2 separate regions of the Triticum aestivum genome follow, and region 2 is linked to region 1. Evidence: chromatin contacts called from public Hi-C data. All regions are on one chromosome and are shown on one strand. The core of a region is the stretch at or near the end of the contact, and the rest is flanking DNA. Distances in the headings are between cores, read along the strand shown. Region 1 holds the start of LOC123168161 (protein TOPLESS-RELATED PROTEIN 2). Region 2 holds the start of LOC123164999.

Region 1 (4,543 bases), core at 803-3,302:
GCTAGGGGCAAGTGACAGATGAACGGACCATGTATTCGGATTCGTTGGATTTTTCTGAGCAACTTTCATATAGAAAACATTTTCATCCGAGCTACGGATTATTTTATATAAGTCATGAAGAAAGCAATAGCAGAATACTAAACGATCGTGTGCTAAGCTAACGGAATGGGTCAAGTCAATCACATCATTCTCCTAATGATGTGATCTCGTTAATCAAATGACAACTCATGTCAATGGCTAGGAAACATAACCATCTTTGATCAACGAGCTAGTCAGGTAGAGGCATACTAGTGACACTCTGTTTGTCTATGTATTCACATAAGTATTATGTTTCCGGTTAATACAATTCTAGCATGAATAATAAATATTTATCATGATATAAGGAAATAAATAATAACTTTATTATTGCCTCTAGGGCATATTTCCTTCAGACCCTCCACTAGCATGTGTGGCATTAAAAAGAACCAGATGGAGGGGGGCTGGGTGGCTGACATGGGGGAACCTCCCACACACCTGGATTAAATGGGACCGGTGGTGGTGATTGGGCGGCTGATGCGCATGCTTGAGGCGGACACCGAGAGGATGCGCAACACGTCCGACTCGTGTCCGCATGAACGCAAATTTGACTTAAATTTACGGCAGAAATGTGTGTCCATACAAACATGAGACGAACATATTTTGCGTTTGGGGCGCCGTGCTCGGCCATGATTTTTGGCCTCGCGGATCAAACAGAGATGAAATGATATATACGAGGGGAAAATATCCAGTGCTCCGGTCTATTGGATGATACGCTGCTCCGGGGCTGCATGATGCTTCAGATCTCAGATAAAGGGGTAGGATCAAGTGCTAGTGCATTTACATATGGCCTCTTGGAACATTTTGCGTTTTGCCCCTGAAAGTAACATGTCTTCACAAAAATGGCCTAAGAGGGTGCACATCGCCCCAAAAATGAAACACTGCCATCTTGTAGCCTTCAGGTTGCCACCAACATTTCTAGTACAGAATGCAATGCCCTATGATTACTGGAACAGAAGCACTTAAAAAAAGCACTTCTAGTACGGAATAATTTTTTTAGGTTGCATCAAGAACCCATTTTCCATTCATTTGCATCAAAAGATCACAGAAGCACTTCCAAAAAAAACGGTGCACCATTTACTGCCATCTTTGTCTTGGAATTAGCACGACCTCAATATTTATATTTACAGAACTACCATTTAGTTTAGAAAATTACATAGCTAAATGGAACAACTTCAATACACATCACTTTCATGAGTCCTTATTCTCATTGTACTGCATCCAATGGTGGGCACAAATGCACATTTACATGATAAAATCAAGAATTAGAATCTAAACGAGCCTTTCGAAAAAACAGTGCAACATTAAATGGAAAATATGTAAACACTTTTTTGATGCCAAATAACTTGCATATCTGTCGCACCATCTATATTTTGATACCTAGTAACACTACTGGAACATGCCGAAAATAGTGAAGCTTGAAAATGCCGGCAATTACCCACAACATGCATACGCTACATGTAACAATGATATATAAATTTAAATAGCAAGAACTTGCACGCCAGTATTACAAATTTGCTATATAGTTTTTTTTGCGAAAAACTTCCAATATATTCATCTTCAAACATGGTAGTATAACGAACACTAGAAATAATAAAAATTACATCCAGATTCGTAGACCAACTAACAGAGTACCAATCGACAACTGCACATGTACCGAGTTCAATGTGCCAAGTACAAAAAGTTTGTTACTCACCCTCCAAGTCATTGTTCTCTTGTTAGGAATCTAAACATCGCTGACATCTTATTTTACCCATAATATTTTTTATTAAACGTCAAAGAAGATACTACATCTTTTCACTGAAGAAAAATAGTCATGATGAAAAAGCAGGAAAATAATTACACAAGCCAGGTCAAATACATAGTTGTTCCCAAAGATTTTTTGGTGTGGAAGCTGATGCACCATAAAACTTCAGAAGAACATAAATGGCCAGTCAGTCTGTTTAATACAATGTGAAAAACTAAGTTAGATCCGCCGAACTTCTCTAAATCCAACTGTTGTGAAGTGAGAAAAACTACATAGATTTCTAGTACCCGGTGGTCACAGCCTGACATAGAGCTTAACTGAGATTTTTGTTAGTCAAACATTATTGAGCCTCATTTGGCATGGCTTTTAGTCAATCACTCAATCTATAAGACATAACCCAGTAAAAGTCTGAATGCTCACTTACGCTAGGCTGAAGATGTGGTTCTTTAGCTATTGTATGTAAGAAAAATCCTATGACACTTCATAAGACAGATTGTGTGTATATAGAGTTCAGCTAGACATGTTAGGATAGGAAGCAACAGTCAACACTGTAACACTGCTATATTTCATGATTAGATGCCAGAACTAATTTAGCAAGATGTTGTAACCGGTGACCAAACAAAGAACTTCGTCGTAATTGCAGCAAGCATTCTTCTGATTCTGCAAAAAATAAGATATTGAGTGGATGGGGCATGCGCCATGGTGGCTGCGGTAGGCATGATCTAGGCGGCGGCGGGGAAACTAGTCGTACCCAAAAGAAGAAGAAGACGAGATGAACAAAACGAAGGGATATGCAGTTCGTCAATGTATTATGGAATAATCTAGGGTGCCTTTTGCATAGTTTCCAATGCAAGCTGAGCCTACTAAATCCTGGACCTTCAGTCTAGATCGAACGCCCCACCTTGTCCTGGATCAGGGGATCATATGAGGCACCGTATCACCAGATATGCACTCTATATACGAGATGTGATCGATTAAATATAACATCTTTTTAATATTAGTGGGTGAAACTTATCCATCAATTATTGTGGTTATAAGTAAGAAAGATACAAAAGTGTAGACGCCTGAAAAGTTGGGTATCCTGTAGCGGGCGCGGCTACCTCAACCCTGGCTGGCAAGCCCCGTTCAAATTTCGAAACCGCGGATGCGTGAGAGGGAGAAACGAGGAAGGATGCGAGAAATGGTTAACGGAAGTTTACCCCCCTACCTGCGGCTGCGGACCTCACGATGGGAGTTACCCAGTTTGCCCCTGCCGCCCGTCCTCGTCAGTGGCTGCCAAGTAAATAGAGGTGCGTGGTCGTGGGCTCTCGTGTAATCTGGCGGGGCGGGGTGGTTATAAAACGCAGCCCCAAAAAACCAAAAGCAGACCAGAAAAATAAATACTCCCTACTCCAGAGAGAGAGAGAGAGAGAGACTGGTTTTGGAGAGAGAAAGCGAAGTGGGGAGAGAGAGATAAGAAAAGGCAAACCCGTCCGTCGGCTAGAGCCAAGGGGAGAAGAAGGAAGCAGCAGGCGGCGGTGGCGGCGGCCAAACCCTAGTCTACGTGCTGCGCCGCTGAGGGAGGAGACACGCGTGCACCACCGGTCGGCGCCAGGAGCTGCAGATCCGCGGCCGGGCCGCCGGAATCGGGGGAGATCCCGCCGGGATGGGTCCGCTTGGGCTGTGACCTCGCTCCCGCTGCCCGTTTCGTCTCCGGGGTTTTCGTCCTGCTAGGGTTCTGAGCTGCTCGTTGGGTGTTTGGTGCGGTTTTTTCGGGGGGCGGTTGGGGCCCTGCGCTGGTTTCTACGGAGATTTGGGAGGGGATCTGCCGCCAAGGCGGGAGTCCTCCCTCGTCGTGAGCGCTGGAGACGCAGGGCGGGATCGGGGGAGCCATGTCGTCGCTCAGCAGGGAGCTGGTCTTCCTCATCCTGCAGTTCCTCGACGAGGAAAAGTTCAAGGAGACGGTGCACAAGTAAGTGTCTCGTCTCGTCTGGTTGATCAAGACAAAGTTTTGGAGCTATCTGGAGTTGTTGAAGCTGGTTTTTTTTAACCCCCCGTCCATTTTGGTCGCGCAGGTTGGAGCAGGAATCGGGCTTCTACTTCAACATGAAGCACTTCGAGGACCTGGTCCAGGGTGGGGAGTGGGACGAGGTGGAGAGGTACCTCAGCGGCTTCACCAAGGTGGAGGACAACCGCTACTCCATGAAGATATTCTTTGAGATCCGCAAGCAGAAGTACCTTGAAGCCCTCGACAGGTAAGTCATATTGAAGCCTCTCCTCTCCTGCTCATTTGCTCAGGATCAACAGCGATTTGCAGGCGCTCAACTCAGTTTGCCTTTTGCAGGCATGATCGGGCCAAGGCAGTGGAGATACTCGTCAAGGATTTGAAGGTGTTTGCCTCCTTTAACGAGGAGCTGTTCAAGGAGATAACGCAGCTGCTGACTCTGGATAATTTTAGGTGTGCTGCTAAGTTCTTGTTTGGAGCATTTTCGTACAGCAGAATGCTTGTGCATTGTGCTAATGTGGATGTAATTCTGTCTAAATCACAAACAGGCAAAATGAGCAGCTGTCCAAATACGGGGATACAAAGTCAGCCCGGAATATCATGCTCATGGAGCTTAAGAAGCTTATCGAGGCAAACCCTCTGTTCCGAGACAAGCTTAATTTCCCACCATTTAAAGCCTCAAGACTGCGCACGTTGATCAATCAAAGGTGATTGGTTAATTTTATTCATTGCATGCA
Region 2 (4,659 bases), core at 1,166-3,665, 790 kb before region 1:
CAAGCGCACCCACCCCCACCGTCCCCGGCCACCGCGCTCGAAGAAGTGACGCGCGTCGGAGTCACGCCGCGCCGCCCGCGCCACACAGAGCTCCCCGGCTCGTGGGGCGCTCTGCGCAAAGAATGACGCCCCGCCGCCGCCAGATCTGAGCGGGCTTTGCCCGGCAGGAGCTTTTGGCGGCGGCGGGAGGGAGTAGCGGGAGGGGGGTTTCGGCCGGGGGAGGGGTCGCCGCCCGAGCCGCCCTGGGGAGGACGGCCGGGCCGCCGTTCGTGAAGACTAAATTTAAATCACTCCGAGCGAACTGTTTACTTGATATATCAAGAGCAGTGGGCAGCATCAATCGGACACTCTGGTAGATCAGAGTACTCTGATGCTCCGCCTTCAGTCCAGTCTGCTACGTACCGGCGCCGCTGCCTCCTCTTCCCCGCGACACACCAAATCAAATCTAATTGCAGATAATGATGTCGAAACTGTTGCAGTCTGAACAATGACCTGCAAACACTCTTAGAGCTCAGGTTGTAGTGTAAATTTCAAAATCAGTTCTTTGGGCCACTCTATTGAACTGAGAAAGCAAAACCGAACCTAAATTTGGGTTATGGTCTTTAAGTCGTCAGTCCTGTAGTCAAAATCGAAGTGAAGATTTGATGTCCACGCAAGAAAAATTATCAGACTTCATTAGCCCGTGAATTCAATTACTGAAATAACAAGGTAGATAACAGAGTATATCTTGTTGCAGACTTTTCTGCACTTCATTTTCCCATTGATAGGACTATATAGTACGGAGTAGTAATGAAGGGGAGGATGTAGATACCCGGAACATCTTGTTGCAGTTGATAGTACAAAACTATTCGCCCGCATTGGCGTGTTGCAAATAATTCTAAGTACATTATCCAATAATAAACATTTATTTTCTGAGAGTAAAATATTGCCACTAATCCTGCATATGTAAGCCATGTTGTGAATAATACGGACTGTCCCAAGCATATTACAAACATAAAAAAAATACAAATCATACGTACAATTTTATCCAAACTCAGCAAAATAATTGTGGACTGTTTGAATCCACATCACCAACAGCTAATGGCAAGTAGTTCAGTACCTTACAAAAGGATGTCGTGAAAGTTAGGAACCAGCTAAAAATGTTCAGATTTCTTTGGAAAGAACACAATGAAACCAATGGAAATTATGCATCCTACTCGGTGTCATCCGGGAACTCACGTTGGTGTGGCAAACAAGCATTATTGATGTCTGAGTCAAAAGATTCAACAAACAACTGTAGGTTCTGAACGTACAGTCTAGGTATGAATACACAAGATATGAATCCATCAAGCAATATCGATGCACAAGAGTCTTGGTTTGAATAAGGTATAAGAAAATCATGTCGATTCTTACCAGTGTCATCCTCTCCGGGAGGCCAGCCATCTCCTGTGCACAGCGCCTTTGCGTGCTCAAGATTACACCATGGTAAGAAAATCATGTCGATTCTGATCGGTGTCTTCCTCTCTGGGAGGCTGGCCATCTCCCTGTGCACAGCGCCTTTGAACGCAGCCGCACGGGTGGTCGCCTCTGGCCGTCGGTGCGATCTGCAGCCCCGCGCGGCCAAGGACGACGGCGCAGGGTCTGCACCATGGAACGGCACGATCCCTTTAGACTCCAAGCTACTGGGGCCGAGGCGGCGCATGGACTTGGCGGCGCCCTCGTTGTCTCCGTCAACACGGCCAACTGCGACGGCGGCGTAGCCCTCTCGCGCCAAGAACGGACGGCGCGCGGCACAGAAAGAACGACACCTTGTTCCGGCCCGACGCCAGACCAGCGTCCTGAACGGAGAGGAAGCAGCCTCGATGCTCTTGCCAGCCATGGCAACGGCGACTGTGGTTATCCTGCGCTCCCTGTGGCGTGGACTTCTGAGGCGGACTACCCGCCGGGCATGCCCCCCGTCCCGCTCGCTCGGGTGAGATTAGATAGGAAGTTAGCGTTAATTGAGGGTGGGATTACGTGGTTGCCCAGCGAGCCTTTTTTTTAACGTCCGCTCGCTCATGGCAGAGTTTTCGTCCGCACCTCAAAATTGCTAAACGTACTGTTGACGAGGTTAGTTGTTATGTTAACAGTTAGATCTAAATAAGTGAGTCTGATCGTGAGGCTATAATTGCTTTGATTTGTTGTGTGTACATTAGCTGGGGGTGTTTAGAGAAGAAAATGTTTGCTTGTTTAATAGTAGTATAGACTACTAAAAATGCTTCCGACAAAAGAAAACAAAACTGTATACAACATGATGTGTGGGCTATGCCGGCCACTCCAACGGCTAGAGAGGGAGCGGTGTCCAGGTGATGCCAACGGAGGGCAGAAACTTTTTGACACCATCTACCTATACTAGCAGCTGGATACCATACCACGCTCTCTCAACCACAGCTTCCCTCTCCCTGCAGCGACAGCAAAGAAGCGTACAGCTCCAGGCTTTAAAAAGACCCCTCCTTTCGCAGCACCCCACGCAGCAACTCACTCCCCGACATATCGCGCCCCCCCCCCCCCCCCCCCCCTCCACGACACGCTTCCCAGTCTCCACGCCCTCTGGCCTTGCCGACACGAAACAATCCACACGAGATAAATCGCGAGAGACTGCGGCGCTGGGCACGAGACGGGCCGGGCGAGTGGTGGTTGGTCCCCACGCAAAGGACGTCGTCGTTCTCGGCCCACGTTCCTCGGCCCCACCCAGGGCGAGCGGACGGTTCTGCCCCTGCGCTCCTTGCAGTTCGTTGGCCCAGGGGCAGTCCCGTCACTCCGCGGGTGTGTACGTCCGGCCCTGTCACGTCGTGCTCTCTCCTCCTGCTGCCTATACTCTGCTCTGCGCGCGCGAGAGAGAGTGTGTGTGACAGCGACCGATGGAGAGAGATGGGTGGGAAGAAAAAGGAGGAGAGAGAAAGGGATGGGGATGGGGTGCAGCGTCACAAGTGATTCGGTTCACTGCTCCCGCGGCAGGTCCGTGCCCTGGTACGCGGCACGCTGCTAAGCTATGGGTACACCACGTTCGTGCCTAACTCTTTGCCGCTACAGGCTGGACCTCCCGCGGTGGAGGTGTCATTCCTATTTCGATGCAATGTAATTATGAAAAGTGCTTAGGTAAGGTGCTAACATAAAAAGGCTTAGCTTCTAAGAGCAATTATTAATAATATAGTCAGCACCTGGAGCCGGCCGCTGGCTGTATAATACTGACATGACATCAAGATCTAGCAATATTATTCACTCATATGTCTATTACGATTAGTGAACATTTTCCACTTTCTTTCCTGTTTTGCTAAACTCATCTTACCTAGGAGCATGTGTAGAGAGATTGACTATTGTATAAGAGCTCACTTCCTCTTTTTGACTGCCTCTCTTCTTTGAATAGGCAAAAATGCCATGTAAGTAGGCTTATAACCCATTATTGTAATTTTTGTAATCTTTCTTTGTTTAATTGTTTAGCGGTCAAACTTTTCGTGCATAATTGTTTTGTCTAGGTTAGCATGTTTGGCATCATTTGTTTCTGGGTAATCATAGTGCTCTCTCTCCTGTTTAATTATTTTGCCATGTCATTTTTAGCCTATATGGTATTCTTACCATATGTACACACTAAAATGACTAGAAAGAGCCTAAAAGTGCCATGCATTGTCATCTAAGTAGAAGTGTGATGTAGCACTGTACATTAATTAATAATATGAGAGAGCGTTATAACACATATTAGGGAAACTTTCCATGCATAATTGTCTAAACTTTCCTTTGTTTAATTGTTTAGCCGTCAAACTTTTCACGCACAATTCTTCTGTCCAGGTTCGCATGTTTGGCATCATTTTTTTGGGGTCATTATAGTGCCCTCTCTCTCTCCTGTTTAATTGTTTTGCCATGTTATTTTTTGCATATACGGTATTCTTACCACATGTATACCCTGGAACAACTAGAAAGAGCCTAAGAGTACCATGCGTTGTCATCTAAGTAGAAATGTGACGTAACACTGTAATTAATAATATGAGAGAGTGTTCTAACATATTTTAGGGCATCTTCAATAGTTTGTTGGTTAGCTTGTTGGTAAAGTTAGCAATGTCATCCACCACCAACTCATTTTACGCTACTCCAATATATACATGTAGTGTGGCCAATGGGCGGTGAGAGCATTTATAAGGTTTCTCTCTCATTTTACTTTGGACCTTGTGATGGAGAACGTTGCATGGAGAAAAATGTTACGGAACACCCAAGATTTATTCTATGGAGATGCTAGCAACGAAAGGGAATGTGTCTACATACACTTGTAGACCGAAAGCGTTAACGATCTAATAATCATGGTTGGTATAGTCGTACTTACGTCGTGATCCAATCCGATCCAAGCACCGCACGAGCGGCATCTCTTAGATGTGCACACATATGGCTCGGTGACGTCTCCTCCTTCTTGATCTAGCAAGCGAGGGAGAAGAGGTAGATAGATTTGAACCAACATGACAGCGTGGTGGTGATGGTGGCAGCGAAACTCCGGCAGAGCTTCGCCAAGCGCAACCGGACGAGGAGATTGGAGAGGCGACGACTAGCAATGGATGGGCCGCCCCTCTCCTGCGCCTCCCTCTCTTTATATAGGCTAGGGTCAGGGAAGGGTGGCCAAAACCCTCCTAGGGCCGGCCACAAGGGAGAAATCCC

Evidence for each region. Hi-C and Micro-C count contacts between places; a contact is called where the count stands out from the background.
Region 2: a contact with region 1 is called in a Hi-C map of leaf, with 5 times the contacts expected there. The contact joins the promoter of LOC123164999 here to the promoter of LOC123168161 in region 1. A contact is called at or near these places in 3 of 5 Hi-C or Micro-C datasets (all in leaf).

Annotation. Positions count from the first base shown.
Region 1 is chr7D:365,549,240-365,553,782 of IWGSC CS RefSeq v2.1, reverse strand. LOC123168161 (protein TOPLESS-RELATED PROTEIN 2) reads left to right here and starts at 2,052. Exons shown (of 25, transcript XM_044586032.1): 1 at 2,052-3,773; 2 at 3,877-4,056; 3 at 4,146-4,259; 4 at 4,355-4,513. The coding sequence starts at 3,694.
Region 2 is chr7D:366,335,799-366,340,457 of IWGSC CS RefSeq v2.1, reverse strand. It overlaps LOC123164999, which reads right to left and starts at 2,415. Exons shown (of 3, transcript XR_006482736.1): 1 at 1,393-2,415; 2 at 583-616; 3 at 1-492.